Regions from separate parts of the Zea mays genome. Here region 2 is linked to region 1. A link is a contact called in public Hi-C data. All regions are on one chromosome and are shown on one strand. The core of a region is the stretch at or near the end of the contact, and the rest is flanking DNA. Distances in the headings are between cores, read along the strand shown. Region 1 holds the start of LOC100381482 (Chaperone DnaJ-domain superfamily protein). Region 2 holds the start of LOC100273296 (DNA primases).

Region 1 (3,583 bases), core at 748-3,247:
TTTTGGCACAAGTCCCATAAAATAACTGATAATCTGCACACACCAAGCGAAGGGAGGGAGAAAGATTAAATCATTTGTAGGATTTAATCTATCTTTTAGCGCTAAGGGTATTGTGTTTGTTTTTTAATCATACTATGTGGGGTTCAGGAATAAAGCTGCCATCTATATCAAATAATTCCATGTTCTTTGTTCTTGTTTTGCAGTTCGCATTGATCTTCGGTCCAACAATCATTTTGCCCCCAAAAGAGTCGACGTATAATTTCTACTCATTGAGGTTTGTTGCTACTTCTTTCCTTTTACAGTATGCTTCTTTCCCTTCCAAATATATCAACTTCTATCGATTCAGTCATTTTTTAAGTTTTGCTTGGTGATATAATATTGGTGCTCCTTTAATGAATGGTCAAATGTGTTTGCACGGGGGAGCATTGACAGCTCTAGCGTTAGTAGCAGATTCATCATAGGCGTTGTTCACTTGGGAGTTTTATGCATAGTGGATCTCTGTTATTGTGCATCATGGCCTCATGGGGTTGTCGTATTGTTGTTGTGCTTTCTAACTTACTCATAATAACAACTTTATATATCATTTATATTGTTTTTTTGTTTGTCTATCTGATCATAAGTTTGTAGCAATAACTTTTTTGTTTGTCCATTTACGTGGGGCAGCAGGCTGTTGCGCTCTTGGGAGAGCAGCCCGTCTACCACGCCGTACAGTGTTCCATTGGCTGCGGGGCCGCCATGCCCTCAGTGGCGCTGCCCGACAAATAGGCTGGGTATTTGGGGATTATCGGCGAAGCATCATGGCTCCCGACGAAGCAGGGGCTGCGACCAGCGCGCTGAACGTTGCTGGGGGCCGCCTGATGCTGGCGGCGTCTGCTGTCTAGGAGCAGCGGCAGAGCTTATGATCGTCGAGACCTTTGATATTAGATTGGTAGGAGCTACGTTCTCTATGCTGACGATATGTTTCCGTGCAACGCACGGGCACCCACCTAATTTATGACATAAGAGAGGGCCGACCTAACGGTCAAGAAGGTGGGTCAGCCTTCCTTCGTGCCAATCCAAAAATCGTGCTAGATCAGTTAGGCTGTCCGCACTCATACTACTCTAAATTTTTACTCTAAAAAGAATATTCTATCCCCGTCAGCAAGACTATCTACTCTATACCACAAACCTCTGCGATCATATTTACTCTATATCTCAACTCTATACCAACTACCATATTTTTTATTATTTATTTTCACCTCTCTCTTATCCACACAGTGTGCCGCGCATGCCTCCTAGCCTGCCTCTCTCTCTGATGCAGTCGCACGCTAGAGTGCGCTGTATGTAGGGTTGTTTCTGGGCAACTCTATCTTGCAGTCACCTGTACAGTCAACCGCTGCGGCGCCATTCTACTCTATAGCCTCACGCTATCATTTAGCGTCTGCTTTCGCGTAGGCGAGTGCGGACAGCCTTAGAACCAATACTGTAGACCGAAGTGCTGTAAGAGCAACTCCAGTAGTTCTCTAATAGACTTCCTAAATCAACAATTTAAGTAGTTAACATAAAAACTCATCTCCAACAGTTCTCTAAATGAACTTTCTAAATTTAACAACTTCTCATCTAACCTTATTTCCTCTCTACATTTGGCAACTATTTAGCAACTCGCTAAACAAAAATGTTTACTGCATTATGTAGATAATGAAGGTAATTGATGACATTTGTGACTTTATTTTTTTATGTGGATAGATATAAAACAAAACTACAACCTATATTTAGAGAACTATTGGAGAACTCACATTTTTTTACTCCCAAAATTATTTAGCAACCTTTTAAATCTGTGATTTAGAGAGCTAAAATTTACATAACTATTGGAGTTGCTCTAAGATGCGTTGGACTGAACTGACACGAATATGATAGACTACGAGCTAGACCAGGCTAGTTTTGGGCTTTTTCGGGCCACGCTCTAGACTGTCTAGCGGGCCTGGCCCGTCTAGCCAGCCACTCACTCAAACGGTGATTCCTTCTCCGCGGAGGGCCACGGGCACGGCGACGCATCCGGCTTCCGGCCCTCCTGTCCCCGGAGGTCACCGCCGCCGTCTTCGTGGGCGGCCATACCGGCCACGATGAATAGCATCAAGTCGGCTATCTTCTCCGGCCATCGGTCGCACCCCCACGTGGGGGCGGCGGCGGTCCCGCAGCAGCAGCTGGGGAGCACCGCTTCGTTCCACTCGACACCCATTCTGCAGCGGAAGCACAAGACCCAGTGGCACAACGTAAATACGTAATCCCGCCTCCCCCCCCCCCCCCCCCCTCCCTCCCCTCTGAGATCTCCCTTTTTCTGCAATTTCTTTGATGACAAATGATGTATCTTTTTTTTATCCGAACGTTGTTTTTTTATCTAGCCCCAAATCTGTTTGATGGAATGGAAGGTCTACGGCACCATTAGTGTGCTTTTGAGGATCACGCGCTTGTTGGACTTCTATTCGGCAAAGAATCGGCGCAGCGTTCTTGCACAATCCTATTATATAGTTTCGCATTGTCTAGTGGATTTGTTTTTTATCCCGCTCTGTACAGGGTGATATATGCAAAAAAAATGATACTCTTGCCTTATAAAAAAGGAGTTGGGATACTCATGGTGTATTTGTTCACTTCTAGATTATATAAGTTGGATTATGGTGGAAGAATATGAGAGTAAAATATTACTATAAGGGCTAGTTTGGAAACTCAAATCCACTTCGGAATTAAAGTGGATTGGACAGAAAATTAGTTCATTTCCACCGCAATCCCCTCCAATCCCGAAGGGGATTTGAGGTTCCCAAAGTAGCCCTGAGAGTACAAATAAGTTGAAATAAGCTAGTAATGGGTAGTTTAGTTCAACTGATTTGTAATCTCAATGTGTTATTTTAGCCTTCTACCCTTCCACCATAATTCAACTTATATAATCCAGGAGGGAAACAAACAGGGCCCCAACCTTGGTATTTGATGTTTGTGAACTGTATGTGTGCTCTTGGGTTGCATTGTGCAATGCTTATTGCTCAAGTGCAGCCGGTTTGAACTTGGGCTAAACCTACAAGGATCAACATAGGCGTCCATGACCTACAAGTTTGTATTTTTTGACTAATTTTGGAAGTGTGCAAAGTGGGTGTAGACGAGTCTATGCTCACTCAGATCTCCACCCTCCGGTCTCGTGCTTGATAAAGCTTTGCATATGGAACTAACCCAATTTCATCAGGACTATCAGGTTGTTTAGGGCTTGGCTTGTGGTCTGTGATACAAGCTCTACTGGTTTTGGATTTATTTGGGTCGACAAGTCCACCCAAAAACTTGCTCAATGAACTAAAATGATATCCAAGTAATAATCTAGGGGCAGACATGAACTAAAAATGTCATGCCGCCATAGTTAAATTAAGGAGCGAGAAATGAACTAAATGGCATGGCACCATAATTAATTAGCTGACCCAGAAAACATCATTAGATACCCACCTGCATCCGGGCATACCTACTTGTGGTCAATTGCACCCCGCTCTTCAAGATGAATATGTTAGAGTACCCGTTTAGGGTTTGGGGTTTACCCCGTGTATTTACCTTCTCACCCCCATGTAAT
Region 2 (3,485 bases), core at 221-2,720, 330 kb after region 1:
AACGTAAAAACCAATAATTACGTCATCAGCAGATAAATGTATACCACAGCAAAAGAAAAAAAAATCTTAAAACAAACAAACTCATATGTGTGCTACGGAATCTAAAGGCAAAACGGCGGGGATCGGATTTTAAAACCCCCTGCAGACAGCCACAGATGGGTAATGACGAGAGGAACAACAATAATGCTGCTGGCACGCTCGCGAGAAAAGGTACAGCAGCATACAGCTTGTTTCGTCGATCGATCAATCAATCAGGAGGCTCGATCTGCTGCTACACGCATCATCCAGCTCGATCGGCACGTCCATTACCCGGCTGTACACTACTGTACTCGACACGACCACGGACCGTGCATGTGGCGTCCCCTGCCCAATGATTAGTCGCTCGCTGATTTGCTGCCGATCTGTGTCATCCATCCTTGGACAGCGTCGAACTGTCCTGTGGATCGAACGAACCCAGTGGCGGTGGTTGCACATGCTTGAGCATCGTGAAAGGATAAAAAAAAAGTTCACGATGGCCGTGGATTCCTTCATAGTTTCTCCTTCCTTCGCACGAACACAGCAGCCGAGGCGGACGAACAGCAAGTCAGCAACAGCAGTCACGTACCGTAGCCATGAGCGCAGCAGATCGATTAATTAATGATGACTGGCATTTTAAACCCATCCAAAACTAGAGACGGCAATGGGTACCCGCGACCCGATACCCGATGAGTATTTACTCCATTAGGGTATGTATGTGGCCTAAATATTCTACCCGTTGGTCTGTTATTGGGCAAAAATCTTCACCCAATGGGTAAACGGGTATTAGAACGTTCCACCTTCACCCATATCCGTTAACCCGTAGGTATAAAATACCCAATATAAACTTAGCCCAAGCATAAACTTAGACTTTAGTCATCCATCTTTTTTACTATTTAATAACCTTTTAGGCCATTATGTCATAGAAGACTTAACGACAATTTAATGACCATGTAATGGAACATGTAATTCACCCAATGTGTATTGAATAGATGGTTAAATGATGCTAGAAATTTTGTAATGATATTTAGATGGATATGCTTGATATTTGTATAATATAATATTTTGATAGATGTTTAATTTTTGTGGGTACGGGTGACCCGATGGGTGACCCATACCCACGCGGGTATGGGTATGGGGGTAAATCCATACCCACCAGTGTATATGAGTGACCCGGTGAAGTCATTTTTTTGTTGTGGGTATGAGTATGAGGTAGTAATACCCGGTAGATATTTACCATTTTACCCATTGCCATCTCTATCCAAAACGCGCGAGGAGTGCACGACACGGGGGAATGCGTGGTGACTTTGGCCCATCTACACGGCCCGGCTAAAAACGGACTTCTGGCTCTGCCACGGCCCACGCGAACTAGCGATTCCATCCCGCCCCTCACCGGAGCGAAACCACTGGGGTTCCCGCTCACGAGCACTGAAAAACTGCCAAAACCGAGCGAACCACACACCCCTTGTCAACGCTGTGGCGGCACGGCAGGCGATCCAAGGAAAGCGATGACGGCGTACGACCCCAAAGACGACGTCGACCGCCTCTTCGCCTGCTTCAAATGCGGCGTCTCCCCTCCCAGTATGTACTTACGCTGCTCCCTCCCTCTTCCCCCAATCACTCTTTCCATTTCCCCATCCACATTGCAATCTGTCTCACCGTCCACGATTCGCTCCGCGTTTTCCGTGGCGCCCAGAGTCGGCCTTCAGGGAGAGGCCGCTCCCGCAGGCCAAGAAGTCGCGGGGCTCGCCCGTGTCGGAGACTGCCGGTAGCGGTGGCCGGAGCTCCTCCGATGTTTCCACCACGCCGGATGCCGCAGCGGACAAGGTGAGGCCGAGACATTTTCCTTTTTTTTTTCTGCCTACTAATTTCCAGACCAAAACAAAAAGCTGAGGACCGTTCCGTCCAATCCCCGCGTTTGCTAGCGCGCGGCGCCGTCGTCGGCCAAATCTACAGGCCGCAAGCACATGTCCCCATTCGTGTTCTACGGCTCCCCGCGGGGCGTCCAAGTCAAAAGGCCGCAGAGCTTCCTGAGGCTGCTGCACGTGATCCGCATTGATCTCAAGAAGCAAACCGACTTCAACCCCAGGTGTGGCATCTAGAGGCTGTTTGGTTTGCTACCTAAGACGCCACAACGTGCCTAACTTTTCTGCCTAACCTTAGCTCTTCAATTCGAGCGACTAAGGTTAGGCAGATTGTGGCGCCTTAGGTAGGAAACCAAACATGCCCTAGTCCACGCGCGCCACATTGTGCTGCTCTGTTTGATACTACTCCATAACGCCCGTTTTAGTCTGACTTGCTGGTTGTCGTCAGGGATGTTGTCTGGGCTACATTTCCTAGGCAAGACGAGGCGATCAGGTTCTCTAAGGCATACGCACATACCAATGTCTTTTGCTATCAAGAGCATATGTCCGGTACGCGAAGGTTCCTTGTGTCTACATACGACGAGTTCTGGAAAAGGTTGGGTCACTCCAAGAGCTTCCAAAAAAGTTGTTTCCCAAAACATCATATTGGGGGCTGCTGGCAAAACAAATTCCTCTCAAAAAAATATCAACCCACATCAGAATGCTAATAACTTGTCCCTAATTTTTTTTAAAGAGGCCACATCATCATTGGGTAGGCCCACCGTATGGTAGCAGGTAGATTATTTGACAATTCAGTCCGCAGACTGCTAGGTATTGGAGTTCATAGTGTCAAGTGTAATTGGAAGTAGGCTAAACATGAACCATGGTGTTCTTTAGAATGAGAATACTCGTAGCCATGGTGTTCTTCAAAATGACAATGCTTGTAGCCTGAACATGAACCTGAACTGGAGTATTTCATACAGAACCTGAACTGTCGGCAGTGTTCAGCTTGAGGTTCTAAACTGGAGCAAGTTTCAGGTTCAGGTTACTGTTCACAACCTGGAAGAACTGAAACAATCTGTAACCATTTTGTAACAATCTGAACATATTTATGCAAACAAACAAACAAGACTCCTAGGCCTGCAAACTTGTGACATAATTAAAGAGTGCTTTGCATTCACTAGCATGGATGAGAGACAACTTAATGTCAACATAACACCTCCATGTTTGTGTTCTTTAGTGTTCTTTTGTAGATGCTCAGCAAACTGCATGTTTTGTACCCCATTCCACCTCCATGTTTGTTCGTGCATAGCAGCGTAATGCCAAGTTTTGTTCCTCTTTCCTAAATGGCCAACCACATCTTATTGCTGTATTTTTGCAGGTACAACGATATGGATTCCAAAATTCGCCATCATTATGAGGTTATCCAGGAGGTAAGCCATCTTTTGTTGATTCCATGCTGAAATGGGTTGCACGGTATTTTGCAAGCAATTCTTTTTTGAAATATTGGTTTCATGTTCTATTCCTAGATTTGATGTGGAGTATATAAGTAAAAGGAATAGTTGGTAAAACACATAAATGTCCTTGACCTTCCTTTACAGTGCATATACTCATTGGGCTGGCAAA

Evidence for each region. Hi-C and Micro-C count contacts between places; a contact is called where the count stands out from the background.
Region 2: a contact with region 1 is called in a Hi-C map of endosperm, with 1.8 times the contacts expected there. The contact joins the promoter of LOC100273296 here to the promoter of LOC100381482 in region 1. A contact is called at or near these places in 3 of 25 Hi-C or Micro-C datasets (ear, endosperm and tassel).

What each region holds. Positions count from the first base shown.
Region 1 is chr7:150,889,087-150,892,669 of Zm-B73-REFERENCE-NAM-5.0, forward strand. It overlaps LOC100381482 (Chaperone DnaJ-domain superfamily protein), which reads left to right and starts at 1,998. Exons shown (of 6, transcript NM_001174318.1): 1 at 1,998-2,252. The coding sequence starts at 2,103.
Region 2 is chr7:151,222,008-151,225,492 of Zm-B73-REFERENCE-NAM-5.0, forward strand. LOC100273296 (DNA primases) reads left to right here and starts at 1,471. Exons shown (of 15, transcript NM_001147737.2): 1 at 1,471-1,596; 2 at 1,712-1,842; 3 at 1,941-2,104; 4 at 2,329-2,475; 5 at 3,241-3,292. The coding sequence starts at 1,524.